2 separate regions of the Mus musculus genome follow, and region 1 is linked to region 2. Evidence: chromatin contacts called from public Hi-C data. All regions are on one chromosome and are shown on one strand. The core of a region is the stretch at or near the end of the contact, and the rest is flanking DNA. Distances in the headings are between cores, read along the strand shown. Region 1 holds the start of Spata7 (spermatogenesis associated 7). Region 2 overlaps Kcnk10 (potassium channel, subfamily K, member 10).

Region 1 (7,651 bases), core at 4,405-6,904, 93 kb after region 2:
CACACAAATAAAAAATAAAGCAGAAAATTAAAAGCCACATTTTCAATAGAGAGAAGAAATAAGATAAAAAGTGGCCTAAGATAATATCAAAACCAAATCCAAATCATAATTTTGAGCATCTTTTCAACACATACACAATGAAACCATTGTCCTCCACTGGACAATTCACTCAAGAGGATCATATTTTTTTCCTAAACATGGATGTGTCAATTTCTGAATATGAATAACAGCAATCTACTACTAAAGTAATTTCTGAATGTGGAGTGATGCTGATACATCCAGCAAAGGGTCTTCAGAATCATGTCTCCTTCCCAGAGGTCAATATAACTAGTACTGATCCCAAGTGGAAAGGTCTCTTGGGAGCTTAACCCCGCAATAAGTTCAGACCAGCTATGTATGTGCCTGTGGTCAAGACTTGAATTGTCTCTGGGAAAAGGTGTTGTCTCTTGTTCACACACACAGAGTGAAACCCAAGAACAAGTTAAATTTCACTTGCAGTAATATGTTCATTGCAGAACTGGAAATTGACTGACCCTGTTGCATTCATTCTTGAAAGGACAGAACAACATTGAGGCTTTAAAGAGAAACACCAAACCGAGGATGGTTCTCAGAGAAAGTCAAACACCAGGGAATGCTAACTTCAAGGCCTTCTCCCATCTGCAGCCCTCCCCCAACCAGCCAGCCTCTTTCCTACTTCAAAGTAGAGTATGCTTTAACTTTCATTGGAACTAGGTTTCTCCATACAATATATTCTGATTACAGTTTCCTCTCCATTACTCCTCCCAGTTCTTCCTTGCCTCCTCTCCCATCCAGATTCACATAGACTTTTGGTCTCTTGTTGGAAAACAGGCATCTAAAGAATAATAGTAAAATACAATAAAACAGCTGGGCGTGGTGGCGCACGACGCCTTTGATCCCAGCACTCAGGAGGCAGAGGCAGGCAGATTTCTTGTAGTCTCCCCTCCCCCAGCCTGAAACCTGCTTGCTCAGGGGTGGAGCTTCCCGCTCAATCTTTCTGCCAAGCCTACTGCTGGAACCTGCCGCCTTGCTGTTCTGAAGCCATCACGTGATTACCCTGCTACTGGACTCCAAGATTATTTGGCGGGAATTGGGCCCCTACCCCTTCCTTTATAACGGAGTGCCGAAATAGTAAAAATTGAACCTTGAGCAGAGAGCTTTGTCTTGGTTCCTTCCTTATCTCGCGCAGCCCAGCCCCTCTTCTCCTCCAGGTTTCCAAAATGCCTTTCCAGGCTAGAACCCAGGTTGTGATCTACTGGCCAGACACAACAATTTCTAATTTCAAGGCCAGACTGGTCTACAAATTGAGTTCCAGGACAGCCAGGGCTATACAGAGAAACCCTGTCTCGAAAAAACAAAAACAAAAACAAAAAAAAAAAACAAAAACAAAAAACCAAAAACAATAAAACAAATCAAAAACGAACAAATGAGAATAATACAAAAACAAGAAAATTAGCCAAAGAAAAACCATAATAATAAAAAAAATACATGTAGAGATATACATGTTCACACACACAGGAATTCCATATTTAAAAAAAATACCCACAAAAATGGAAGCCATAATATATACCCAAAGGACCCAGGGCAGAATATTTTTATATTTTTATCTGCTTTGATAAGAGGAGCTCGCATGTCTTTCTAGTGACCCAAATCATTGTGTTGCCTTCTTCAGTTTGCCCTCTAAATTTCAGCTCTCGTCAAACTCAGCAAATGCTTACTGGAGGCCTATTATGCACAGTATTACAAGCAAGGTGGATTTTTAAGTTGCTAATGGTGTAATGAATGCCTTAGGGAATCTTAGAATTTTAAGTAACAATGAGTAGGAATAAAATTTTCTGCTTTCTACATACTACCCAATTCTGTCTTTTAAAAAAAAGATTTTATTTTTAACTGAGTATGTGTGGGTGTACACACATCAGTGAAGGAGTCATTGGAGGCCAAAGGTATCAGATGCCCTGAAGCTGAAGTTAATTGTGAGCTGCTGGATGTGGTAGCTGGGAACTGAGCTTGGATCCTCTGCAGGAGCAGTAGATGTTCTTGACCTCTGGCCCACAGCTGCAATCTCCCTTGGTCCCCTTACTCTGTATCATCCAAACTATTGTTGGAGACATAGAATCATCATATTTCAAGTGCAATTTTCTCTCCTCCCTATGTCTTAACATACCAGTATTCTGGGCATTGTCATAACTTGGATTCTGGTTTGTTTGGGTTTTTTTTTTTTCTAGTAAAATTCTTTTTTTTATTTTAAACAATTTTTATTAAATATTTTCTTCATTTACATTTCAAATGTTATCCCAAAAGTCCCCAATACCCTCTCCCTGCCCTCCTCCCCAACCCACCCTGTACTGGGGCATATCATCTTTGCAAGACCAAGGGCCTCTCCTCCCAATGATGGATGACTAGACCATCTTCTGCTACATATGCAGCTAGAGACATGAGCTCTGAGGGTACTGGTTAGTTCATATTGTTGTTCCACCTATAGGGTTACAGACCCCTTTAGCTCCTTGGGAACTTTCTCTAGCTCCTCCATTGGGGGCCCTGTGTTCCATCCAATAGATGACTGTGAGCATCCACTTCTGTATTTGCCAGACACTGACATAGCCTAACAAGAGACAGCTATATTAGGGTCCTGTCAGCAAAATCTTGCTGACATATGCAATAGTGTCTGCGTTTGGTGGCTGATTATGGGATCGATCCCCGGGTAGGGCAGTCTCTGGATGGTCCTTCCTTCCTTCCTTCCTTCTGTCTCAGCTCCAAACTTTGTCTCTGTAACTCCTTCCATGGGTATTTTGTTCCCCATTCTAAGGAGGAACGAAGTATCCACACTTTGGTCTTTCTTCTTGAGTTTCATGTGTTTTGCAAATTGTATCTTGGGTATTCTAAGTTTCTAGGCTAATATCCACTTATCAGTGAGTGCATATCATGTGTGTTCTTTTGTGATTGGGTTACCTCACTCAGGATGATAACCTCTAGATACATTTGCCTAAGAATTTCATAAATTCATTGTTTTTAATAGCTGAGTAGTACTCCTGTTTTTTTTTTCCCTCCTTTCATTGTTATAGGATTTCTGATTTACTTTCCTTAAGCCTAGCTCTCTTTATATTTGGCTCTTCTGAAACAGAAGTCTTAGAAAAGAAAACCCTGACACATGCAGAGTACCACATTTTCTTGGACAGGCAATGTCCATATCATAACACTTTTATATGCACGATTTCCAGCATCCCTTTCATTTACATAAACAGGGACCTGTGGCTCAGCCCGGCTTAAAATTTAATTCATGATCAAACTTGTAAGCTATCCTAGCTATCTTATTTCTATTGCTATGATAAAACACCTCCACCAAAAACAACTTAGGGATAAAATGGTTTATTTCAACTTACAATTTACAGTGTATCATGAAGGGAAGTCAGGACAGGAATTCAAGGCAGGAACCTAGAAGCTGACCCTGGAGGAACACTACTTACTAGCTTGCTCCTCAAGGCTTGCTCAATTTGCTTTTCTACACAATCCAAAGCCATATTACAAAATATTTTTTATTCATCTAATGTAGTTGTACTCTTGGAGGCTAACTGCTGGATAAACTCACCCTTGCTAGGTCTTTCTGAACTCCAGATGGCTGGTTTAACTCAGCTATTCTGGCTCAAACTCCTCCCTCACCAAGATGACTGATTCAAACTGGCTTCTCTCAGCTTCTCACTGAATTGCTCTGTTTGGCTTCAAACTAACTCTGGCAATTTATTCTAATCTTCTTGATCCTTCTCTGGCTTTACCTGCCTCTGTGGACCTGCACTGAACTGCATAAACTCACGAATGAACTCCAATCCACTTCACCACGCTCACTGCACTGACCCCAACTGACTGAATTTAACTACACTGACTCACTGACCTGCCCTTTCAAACATGCTCCTTCCTTCTGTAAACTAACCTTACTTTTATTGCTTGGGATTAAAGGGGTGTACTCAAGGTGTGTCTATTCCAGCCAGAGTAGCCATGTTGCTGGATTGAAATTCCTCTATATGAGCTGCCTAGAGATAGCACTGTCCACAGAGTTCTATAAACGAGCAGAACCCAACAGGATGTGTGTGTGTGTGTGTGTGTGTGTGTGTGTGTGTGTGTGTGTGTACTTATTAAGTCAGCTTACAAATAGCAAATACAGCTGAATTACAGCTGAGAGGCTGAGAACTCAGTAGTTTCTTCATCCTTGAGTGCCTCTGTAGTCAGAGTAACTCCCCCACCCCCACCCCCACCCCATGGTGCCCATCTCTCACTGGGGAGGCTGGCATAGTTGCTCTGTCCACAAGGCTGGATGCCTCAGCTGTCCTGATCTGGTGAAAAAAAAACCTGAAAGAGAGAGCTGCTGAACCTTAGATCCTGATAGAAAACTAAAAAGAACTGATTCTGGTGTGGAAGGATTCAACCACAGCAGCAGAAGAAAGCAACTTGAGGAAAGGACAAGCCAGAAGAGGTGAATTTCAGCCATGACCGTTTACATCTGGACTGCTAGTAGATGATAACACCTTCAATCAGAGTGGGTCTTCAAAATCAAAATTTATCTATTTATTTATTTATTTATTTATTTATTTATTTATTTAATGCATATGAGTACACCATTGCTCTCTTCAGATATACCAGAAGAGGACATCAGATCCCATTACAGATGGTTGTGAGCCAACATCTCAGGACCTCTGGAAGAGCAGTCAGTACTCTTACCCGCTGAGCCATCTCCCCAGCCCCTTCCAAATCATTTAAGGAAATCCGGAAAGCCTCCCTATTCTGGAGGTTCTAACTTTCACTAGGGTGCCATAAAAACCAACCATAATATCTAGACGCTCAAAGTTCAGCAAATCTGGCTCGGAATCCAGTATGCTTTCTGTGACTACAGAGGTTCTCAAATGGGATGTAGTTTCCTCCTCAGGCAACCTTTGGCAATACCTAGTGACATTTTTGGTTGCAATTAGGTTGCAATTAATGGGTTGTGGTCTTCTAGTGGGCAGAGCCCAGGAATACTGCTATATGATACCACAACAAGGACTTATCCATCCAGCCTAAAAGTTCAAGAACGGGTTGCTGAAAAGCCTAGCGGGACAGAATGCTTTCTGCACTCCCTCTACCCCGTTCTGCTCTTATTTCCATGGATACACAATTAACTACTGCAAAAATAAACAACTCGCAGAAAGCAGCGGAATACATCCACACTTTTCTCACTGCCTTCTTCCATTCAAAATGAACCGATCTTTGTGGCTTTAAAGATAAAGGGAGAGCGAGTGCAGGAGCTGAGGAACTCAGTAGGCAGAAAGGAAATTCACACTAATTGCAATGCTTACAATACAAACTTGGGGTTTGGGGCGGGGGGGGGGGGAGTAGCTGCATTAGATAACTGCTGTGTCAAAAGCGCTTGCGCTGCAAGCTTGGGGACTTGAGTTCGAATCACAGGCATCCAAGTTAAAAGTGCTGGCAGAAGCAGATATGACTCTCTTTCCGGACAGTTCACTCTGGATAACTGCCAGGATCCCAGAACAACAGATTGGGACCCGTGGCCATCCTCCCGCCGGCTGCTGGCACTTTCGGTAAGCAGGAGTGCCTGGGGGCGTGGGCGGGGCGGGGCCTAGGAGCACAGGTCCCTGTGTTGTGACGTCATAATCTGCAGCCGCGGAGCTCGCCCTTAGCAACCGCCCTGGCGACTGTCGCTGTGACCCTTTGCGCCCCCGCGGTCCTGGTCTTTTCCTTTTCACCTCCGCTGCGGGGGAGCTCGGCTTCATCCCAGTAAGAACCAAGGGGATACAACCGCGGAGGCCGCAGGAGGACTAAGCATGGATGGCAGCCGGAGAGGTAAGGGACTGCGCGGGTCCAGGCTGCCCATGGCCTTTAAGGTTGCCTGCCACCTCCTTCAGTGTCGCAGGGTAATGGCTGGAACTAGAAACGCCCTGAGCTCAGGGAGGCCCCGCATGCCCGGCTCTTTGATTTACTGCCTGACATCCATCCCCTGATCCTGGGACCCTGCAGCCTGTATCACTTGGGTATCTTCTAGGCGGAATACTAGCCTGGTCTTTGAAATCTAACCTGAGCCCCAGATCAGGCCGGCTGCTTTCACAGAAACGGCGCTCAGTTTGCTCATCTTGAAGGTAGTGGGTAAATACCCATGCCACGGAGTTCTTGGGGGTTAAGTGCAGATAATATACAGCAAGCTCCTGGTGCATTTTAAGTACATGAAATCTTCCACTCCCTCCCTCCTTCTCTCCCTCCCTCCAGAACTGACTCACCCAGAGCTGGTTATAATTCAGTGGCTCCAAGGTAGGAGCTGGGATACTGCATTTGTAATAAACTTCCAATGTGGCTGGTCATTGGACTGAATGTTTAATAGCAAAAGACTACCTTTGAATCGACCTGCTAATGATTAATTAAGCCTTGCTTTCATCTTGCATGCACCTTTATTCTACAATAATTTCATCAAAATAAGTGTTCTGCTTAGCATACAAGGTTGGGGGGGGGGGAGGATATTCAGACACCATCCCAACCTAAGCTCTAGAGGAAAACACACCAAATGCTGTTATGGTCTTCAGAAATGGTTACAAAATAAACTTTAAACCTTTGCAGTGTTCCACCCGTAACCCAACACTTGTTTACACACAAATCCTGTTAAATGGGTATTATTCATATTTTGAAATGAATAAAACAAAAGATTATAAATAATTCCCCTAGTGTCATGGTTGGTCACAGAACAAGCCCCAGACTAAGAAGCTAAAACCCTCAAGTTCTTTTACTTACATTTGTTTAGTAATAGACTTAGTGAGGTTTTAGTGTTTATTTTTAAATGAGGTGACAAATGTAAATGGGTTTATACTTTTAGGTGGCTTCAGTTTTAGCCCATAACATATATCAATAACATCGTTCCTGGTATAAATGTTATATTCAATAAGTATCTGGGCTAGTTTTTATATACTAAATTATAAGTAACCATTCATTTAGTTGAAACCTCAATGCTTAATTTTAGTTTAAAGTAACCGTCTTAGATTCTATTAGTTCCCTCAGCTACTTCAGAATATTAGATACTAAAGATACCCAAGGGGGAAAACGTTCCTCCCTTCCTCACAGTAAGCAAATGCTTTTGTGAGGTCAGCCTTCAAGAGTGTGATACGGCAGAAAGCCATCAGCTTGAAGAACAACTGGTCTTGTATCTAGTCTCTGATAGCAACTAGTGAGGTCTTGTATCTAGTCTCTGATAGCAACGAATGAGGCGTCCTGACAGTTACTTTACGTTGCCAAGCCTTAGTTGTTGAAAAATGGGGAGCTAGGCTTGATCACCTTTAAGGCTCTATTTCCAGTGTCTGACGGGAGGAAGGAGAAAGGGGAAAAAATGAGACTATTGGTCCACCATTCATTGTATATCAGCAACCTGTGCTGGAAAAACAGGAGGAGACAACCTGTTGGGACAGCCAACTGAGAAGAGCTTGGGAAAGGTTTTTTAATCTGTCATTCCCTTGGAAATACCTTTAAAAGTGACCTATTCCTAAAATTGCAGAAATGTTGGGAAAGTACTGAAACACCATTTTTTTTTCCTCAGTGAAGTTTCTTCTGATTGCTAATAAAATCAAATTCTCTAGGAAACTGAGCTGAAGAATTTGACTGTCCCACC
Region 2 (7,098 bases), core at 2,501-5,000:
AGGGACCATGAGTGAGTGAGATGCACGAAGGAGCCTGGGAGAGAACAGAGAGGAAGTAGGAGGCAACCTAGATACAGCTTCTCAGACAGAGTGACAATGGAGCTTCTACCCGTGGCACACCCGGAATCATTCAAGTTCCCGGCGCACAGGGGGTGGGTACCAGGTGAAGTTTCACTGTCCTATAGAATCGCTGGTCGGTTTTAACCGCATCCTCCCTGTTCTTGATTACGGGGTTCCTCTTCAATAGTCCCCCTGTTCTAGAACGCGTCGGTTTGATAGAGCTCTCGAGAGCTGACAGGTTGAATGTGTTGTCCTCCAATAAAATAAACCCTCCCTCACCAGCTCAGGACCAACGAGCCAGGACCCAGAGTGACCCCTGTATTTGCTAGACTGGGGATCCAGATCGCCTGTTGTTCTCCCCTTTGTCCTGACCCCAAAGTCAAAACTGTAGAGGTGAACAGCCACCACCGGGGTTCTTGCAGTCTAGTCCAAAATGCTTCCATAGTATATTTTGATTTATGCCCTATGTTTTTCCCCTGTAAATTAAATTAACTAAAACATTTTGACAGGGAAACATCACTCCCCATCATGCAATTGCACCTTTCAAAATACCTTCTCTCCCCTGGGACCAAGTGTTTGAGATCCTAGTTTAAATGGCATTGGCAGAGCCTTTTCTTTAAGCTAGGGGTCTACATCCTCCAGGAGTCTTGTCAAAAGCTGTTACCTCTCTTCACTGGGGCCCCTCCTATCTAGGCTCTAAGCAATGGTCAAGAAAGCCTGATAAAATCCCTACGTTGTTCTTACACTTTCAAAGGCTTCGTGGACAGGGCTCCCCCTCGGCCCCTCCAGCCTTCCTTTCCTTCCACACGCTGCTCTCTCGCTCTGCAAAGTCTTCTTCAGTCATACTCAAGTAGATCCTAAGTAGGTGTTCTAATATCGCCATTGTCCTTAAAGATCCACAGTGAGAGGCAAAACCACATAAAATTGTATTTCAAGTTATTAGGAAGAAAAATCCTACAACTTCAGCACTTAACTCATTCTCTTGCTGAGGGAATCTGTTCATCTTGCCTCAGCTGATCACACTGACACAAGAAGCTAAGGAAAGTCAATAAATTCTAGGACAAAATAAAGAAAGAGTTGCACTGTGTTTATAATGCACTAGAAACTCAATGTATTCGTCATCTGTCATTCAATCAGTGACTGTCCTCTCTGCACCAGGAAGGCTCCCTAATCCCTTCTCCAAGCCACCATTCATTAGAAAGAACCATTCTTCTGGGAAGTGCAAGGCCAAATGTCACAAAAAGAGTAGGTTCCATGACCCTAGAGTTATGAAGGGGTTGTTGTTGTTGTTGTTGTTGTTGTTGTTTCCCTCTCTAAATAGCCCTGTCTGTCCTTGAACTCTGTAGACCAGGCTGGCCTCAATCACAGAGACCTGCCTGCTTCTGCCTCCTGAGTGTTGAGGTTAAGGTGTGCACCACTATACCCAGGTGACCCTAGAGTTTCAGTCTTTCTCTTGCTTTTAGCTTCCTCTCCTCTGATCCACCTTCCCGTTGCCCCATCCCAGACCCAAGCCTCTGTTCAGAACCTTGTCTACTTCTTCAGCCTCTTGGTGCACCAACCTGCACAGCTTCCAAGGATCCACTATACTCTACACATATATATCAATTCCCAGCAACCACATGGTGGCTCATAAGTATCTATAATGAGACCTGGTACCCTCTTCTGATCTGCAGGCAGGATGCTGTATAATAAATAAATAAATAAATAAATAAATAAATCTTTAAATTCTCTTCTTGATTCTCCAAATCCTCTCATTGAGAGCGCTCTCTTGTTAGTAACTCTGAGACAAACAACCCAATATCCAAGCCTCACATTGCCTCTAGTTCTAACCAGCACCATCATCGCCTTCCCATTTCAACCAGGAACTTATAGTGGACCCCCCCCCCCAAACAGACCTGCTTGTGATTTAGTGCAACTCGACTTACTGAGAGAAGGGCCATAAAGAGGATGAGAGAAGCAGAGAGCCAGGAGACTAGCCCAAGGAAAATTCCAGTCTTTGCCTGAGCCTGGGGGACTCTGGAATCTTTATTCCTTCTCAGTGTTTGTCCAGCTTTGAAACCCAGGGGCTGAGCTTTCAACCACTTATGGAATATGTGGCCACCATATATGGAAAACGCCTGGGAGATATGGATTCCTAGAGACATCAAGATGGAGATCCTTGTGTACCAAGGAAGGCTATAGGTACAAGCCAGAGAGAAAAGCACATAGAAGATGGCGTACAAAGAAGAGCAGATCGGAGAGACAAAAACATCTATGTGTGGATACAGGAAGAAAGCCTCCCTCTAGGAACCACAGAGGAGACCCTCACAGGACTCTGAGGTTGTCTTGACTGGACTTAGACCCAGGAGAAATAAGTATCGAAGCCCATGGTATTTTGTTACAGTAGCCCAGCCCAAGCTAACTGAGACACCAACTTGGGCCTCCTCTCCCTCCAGCTTACTGCTCTCAAATTACACTCTGCTTCTGCCCTCCCCTCTGCTACATCCTCCCTGCACCCCCTTGTCACTTCTGCATCCAGCTTAGATTTCATGTTCAACACTTCTCTTCAGCCAACTTTCTTTCCATTTTCTCCTATGTGACCATTAACCTTCACTGTCATCATAACTAGACTTAGAATCACCATACAAACCCATCTTGTCATTGAGGGTATTTTCATAAAAGTTTAACGAAGCAAGAAAACCCCACCCTGCGTGTGGGCAGCAGGGGCCTGAACTGAACAAATGGGAAAGAAACTGAGCAGAGGATACTTGTCTTGCAGCTTCCTGACGGTGGATACAATGTTAGCTGCCGCCTCAAGCTCCTGGCGCCAGGACCTCACTGTGAACTGTGGGCCAGGATAAAACCTTCCTTATTTAAGCTGCTTCTGTCGGGTAATTTGTTGCAGCCTATGAGAAAAGTAGTTAATAGATCCCGAACACCTAGAAGTGTACCTCTCAGAACTACTCTTACTCTCTGCTTTCTCTACAGCTGAGATGCTATTTCTGGGAAAATGGAATCTCCTTGGGGACTGCTGTCATTCTCAATCCACAGCCCCCTTCCTCATCTGGTCCTGTCCTGTTTCCCTTCTGCCACGATAAATATTATAAAGACACTAAAGCTAGCCTCACTATCAGTAGACACCATATAGACATAGACACTCGACAAGATACATATTTACAAAGGAATTCTCTGCAGAAAGTGTCAAATAGTACACCTAAACTGGACTTGGCTTCCAGCTATATATTTTAATGAATAAACTATGTTGAACAAGGTATGCCATTGCCTTTATTCCAAGTCTCTGAGATGGAGACTGAACCCTCCCTCCCTTCTGGAACATTCTGCTTTGCAAGCAGTCCTAGCTAACCCCGTTTCCCAGCCTGACTGCTCAGTGCTCCTGGCTCACAGCAGCCACTGAAACCACCTTCAGAAACACTTTTTCCATGGGGGGTGGGGGGAAGTATTTAGACACTTCTTCCTTCACTGTGCCTACGAAGCTGCAAAAATAAACAAGATCTGTCGTAGGGAGAAGACAGTTTGTACGAAACATCCTACAAGTCGGCTTTGCATTTGAGCATCACCTTCTGGTTAATCTCCCTTAGAAAAAAAAAGTTCCTCTAAATGCGCATCCGTGATGCCTACATCAGCACCATCTCTGTGATGCTCATGCAGCTATCAGAGGCGAGGGATGGGTGTGGGTTGCAGGAAGAGTACGACTAGAAGGGCTGTTGCCTCCAGTATTACTCACGAGGCTGAGGAGACAGTGACGTTGGAGGCGTACAAATCCATTCATCTGAAGAGTGTTAAGATAATAATAGCTCTGATTAGAGACGTCTTCAAGGAATCAAGAGACTTATTGAAAACGTAGACTAGATTCCCCGTAGTAAGACAGATCTGTGGATTCCCAGTAGCACCCATGTCTGGAGGATAAGCCGGCCTCTGCTTGAAGGCAAGAGTCAGCACTGCCTGGGCAATCTTGAGGCTGAAACAGCTCCTAGGGAATTTTCCACACCAGCTGCTGAACTCCTCATCCCATCCCCAAAAATATCCTCTCTTGCTAGCGATTCTTTATGCCAGAGAGTAAACTCTTTAGGAGGCCCCTTGACAGTGGGCCCTTTCATCTCTGTCTGGGTCTTGCATAATCCCAACCTCAACGCACATGCTATAAATGCCTTGGATAAAGTCCACAGAAGAAAATCATCAAAAGTTGATCAAGTGTCCCTTGGAGTCGAGGCACCAAGTGCACAGGGACAAGCAGCAGAGTCCCTGCTGCACAGGAGCTGAGCAGTTGGGGTAGAAGTAATCATATGTGGGGAGCAGAGGACAGTACCTTCACCTCCACCCCCACGCGACACAGCACTCATTCTCGGGCTCAGAGGTGACACATGCTGTCACGTGACTCCTCTAGAAAGCTGCCAAGATTCATGCAGCTCCTTATGCTCTTTAAGGGTAGGATGCCCAAAAGCAAGGGTAAACAGAAGTTTGCTCCAGTGACATTTTCAAGAGCCAAATCCTTTCTCGCCATAGATCCTTAGACTCAAGAGTTAATCAGGTGAAAGCTCTATGACTGGTCAGATAGATGCAACTGAGCAGCCAGAAGAAGCGTATTTACCTCCAAGGAACTATGAGATTTATTATTGGAAAATCTAAGTCAAATTAGATACGTAATAGTAGCATATAGTAGCATTAAGCCCTTGATATAGACTAAAAGAATTCCTGTCAGCTTCAGTGAATGTTAACTGCTGGTATGTGATCCTTCTAAATAACCCAGCCAGGGAAACCGCGAGATGAAAAGAGCCATTTTCATAGAAAGTAAAATCTAATCTTCGGATTCTCAGGTTTGAGCCAAGGGATAGAATATTTGCAGAAAATCCTAGCTTCATGTTTAATTCATCGGATAGTCTTAATTCAACTGGTGCTTCATTTCCTTGAAATTGCCTCTGAAGGGGTCATCTGAAGTAGTTCTGTGGTTATGGCGCCTCCGTCTCGTAGAGAAGAGAGGAAAGAGAAGCAGAGAGATTGCCATAAGCAATTAAAAGAGCAAATGACTCACCCTGGCGCTTGTGGAATTTGTGGGCAGAGCCAAGACTTCTTTGCCACTTAGAGAACTTTAATGGCCCTTCAGAGGCCAGTTACCCTTAAACCATCATACTGGGGAGGCAATCCACTCAACAGACATTTGCACCATGGGCACAAGGGTTTCATCCCACAGACAAATTCCAACATGCCCCACCACTAACTCACCGAGGACTTCCACTTGAGGCCCAGTTCTCATGTTTTCTACATCACACTACAAGTACAGGGTGGGTGGTTCCTTTCACCTTCACAGGGCATACGTATGTGACTCAATTTTCTTTTCTTTTTCATTCCTTTCTCTTTTTTTCTACTCCCCTTTCTTTTTTTTTTTTTTTAAGGATGTGGTCTCATGCACCCAAACTGGCCTCAAACCACTAATACCCAAGGATGGCCTTGAGCATTCACCCTCTTGTCTCCAGCTCCTTTGCAGACCTGCGCTGCTACCCACAGCTGGGTTATGTGGTAGTGCAGATCGAACTAAAGGCTTCATGGGAGCTATCCACACTCTATAGCTTCAACCCATAATGCAATTTCTATAAACCTGGCATTTGATGAGAACCTACTACATACTTGGCATTCTGAGATGTGCTAAAATAATTTAGTAAATGCATTATTATCACCAGAGCTGGTGGCTAAAATCCACCATTTTAGCCATTTAAAAATGACCATTCAAGGTGAGCTTCCATATACAGCAAGCAAAAATGCAGGGCAACCAGTTAAATTTGTGTTTTAGATTAATAATCACAACAAAATTTCAAGTGTAGGCCAAATACTACCTGAAACAGACTTTTCCAGATTTTCTTTTGCAATTCAAATTTCACTGGATAGCTGGTATGTTGTCTGCCAACGCTAAGTTAAGGACCAGAGAGAAGCACAGCTATTAACCATCCACAACGCACAAGCCGAGACTGATCCTAGAAGTACTATGCACAGCACTATGGTTTGATGTGTTCCCAGAGTCTGTGTGCTAGAAACCTGGTGGCCAGTGTGTCAGTGCTGAAAAGTAGGACCAGTAAAGGGTGACGGGCCGGGGAAAGTGACTCAGTGGCAGGCCATGTGCTTAGCATGGATGAAGCTTTAGATTCAGTCCCCACAGCAAACCCCCAAAAGTAATCCAACCAGGCAAGCTCTGCCCTCATAAGTGGGCTAACTTCACTGTGCAGGGAGTAGGCTTATTTCTAAGAGTGGGTTTGCTGCAAAAGCAGGTTTGGTTGAATTGACATATTTAAACAAATGTCATTAGACCATTACAATTTTAAGTATAAAGTACCTCTATTGACTAAATTGATTCTTCTACAGTAAACGTGACCCTTCTAATGACTAATGAGGAAACAATACACATTAGGATTATTAGCAGCCAATACACTATCCCAAGTGCTCAATCTCTTAGTCTTGGCTTATTTGCATATGCATGAGTTGCCTAAAATGCAATGACTACCTCTTTAAAAACCAGCAATAAAAGTAAATAGCTAGGGTCTCCCTCCTCCTCCCCCTCCCCCTCTCCTCTCTTTCCCTCTCCCTCTTTCCCTTTTTTTCTTCCCCTCTCCCCTCTCCCTCTCTCCTCTCCCTCTTCTCTCTCCCTCTCCCCTCCCTCTCATATTTCACCATGGATGACACAGCAGGAAGACCCCAGATGCCAGCGTCTTCTTGTTTCTTATTAGAAATAGATTTCTTTTACATATAATATATTCTAATTATGGATCACTCCCCCAACTCGTCCCAGATCCTCACCCACCCAAATCCACACCCTTTCTATCTCTCTACCATTAGAATACAGAGTTCTAAAATAATAATAGTGATAATAAGATAAAATAAAGACAAACAAATCAGAATAGGACAATACAAACAAACAGGAAAAAAGAAACAGGTCAAAGAGAACGCATAAGAAACACGTACAAACACAGAGATACACACATTGATCTTGATTTTAGACTTCCTGGCTTCCGTGACTGTGAGAAATAAATTTCTTCTTTTTAATAAAAATTG

Evidence for each region. A called contact is a pair of places that touch in the nucleus more often than the background predicts.
Region 1: a contact with region 2 is called in a Hi-C map of cerebral cortex, with 1.9 times the contacts expected there. The contact joins the promoter of Spata7 here to the enhancer-like site in region 2. A contact is called at or near these places in 1 of 15 datasets of contacts at CTCF or cohesin (the NIH/3T3 cell line), 3 of 484 Hi-C or Micro-C datasets (B cells, cerebral cortex and cortical neurons) and 3 of 9 other capture datasets (adipose tissue, liver and pancreatic islet).

What each region holds. Positions count from the first base shown.
Region 1 is chr12:98,622,488-98,630,138 of GRCm38.p6, forward strand. It overlaps Spata7 (spermatogenesis associated 7), which reads left to right and starts at 5,655. Exons shown (of 11, transcript NM_001289572.1): 1 at 5,655-5,847. The coding sequence starts at 5,829.
Region 2 is chr12:98,531,826-98,538,923 of GRCm38.p6, forward strand. All of the region lies in intron 1 of Kcnk10 (potassium channel, subfamily K, member 10), which reads right to left. Among named protein-coding and RNA genes, the nearest start is that of Gm40893, 12 kb to the left of the region's middle. Within about 2 kb of position 3,751, at least 23 of the 459 cell types and tissues checked have an H3K27ac peak or open chromatin away from gene starts, as enhancers often do. A contact at or near this core is called in cerebral cortex and cortical neurons, where this site is marked.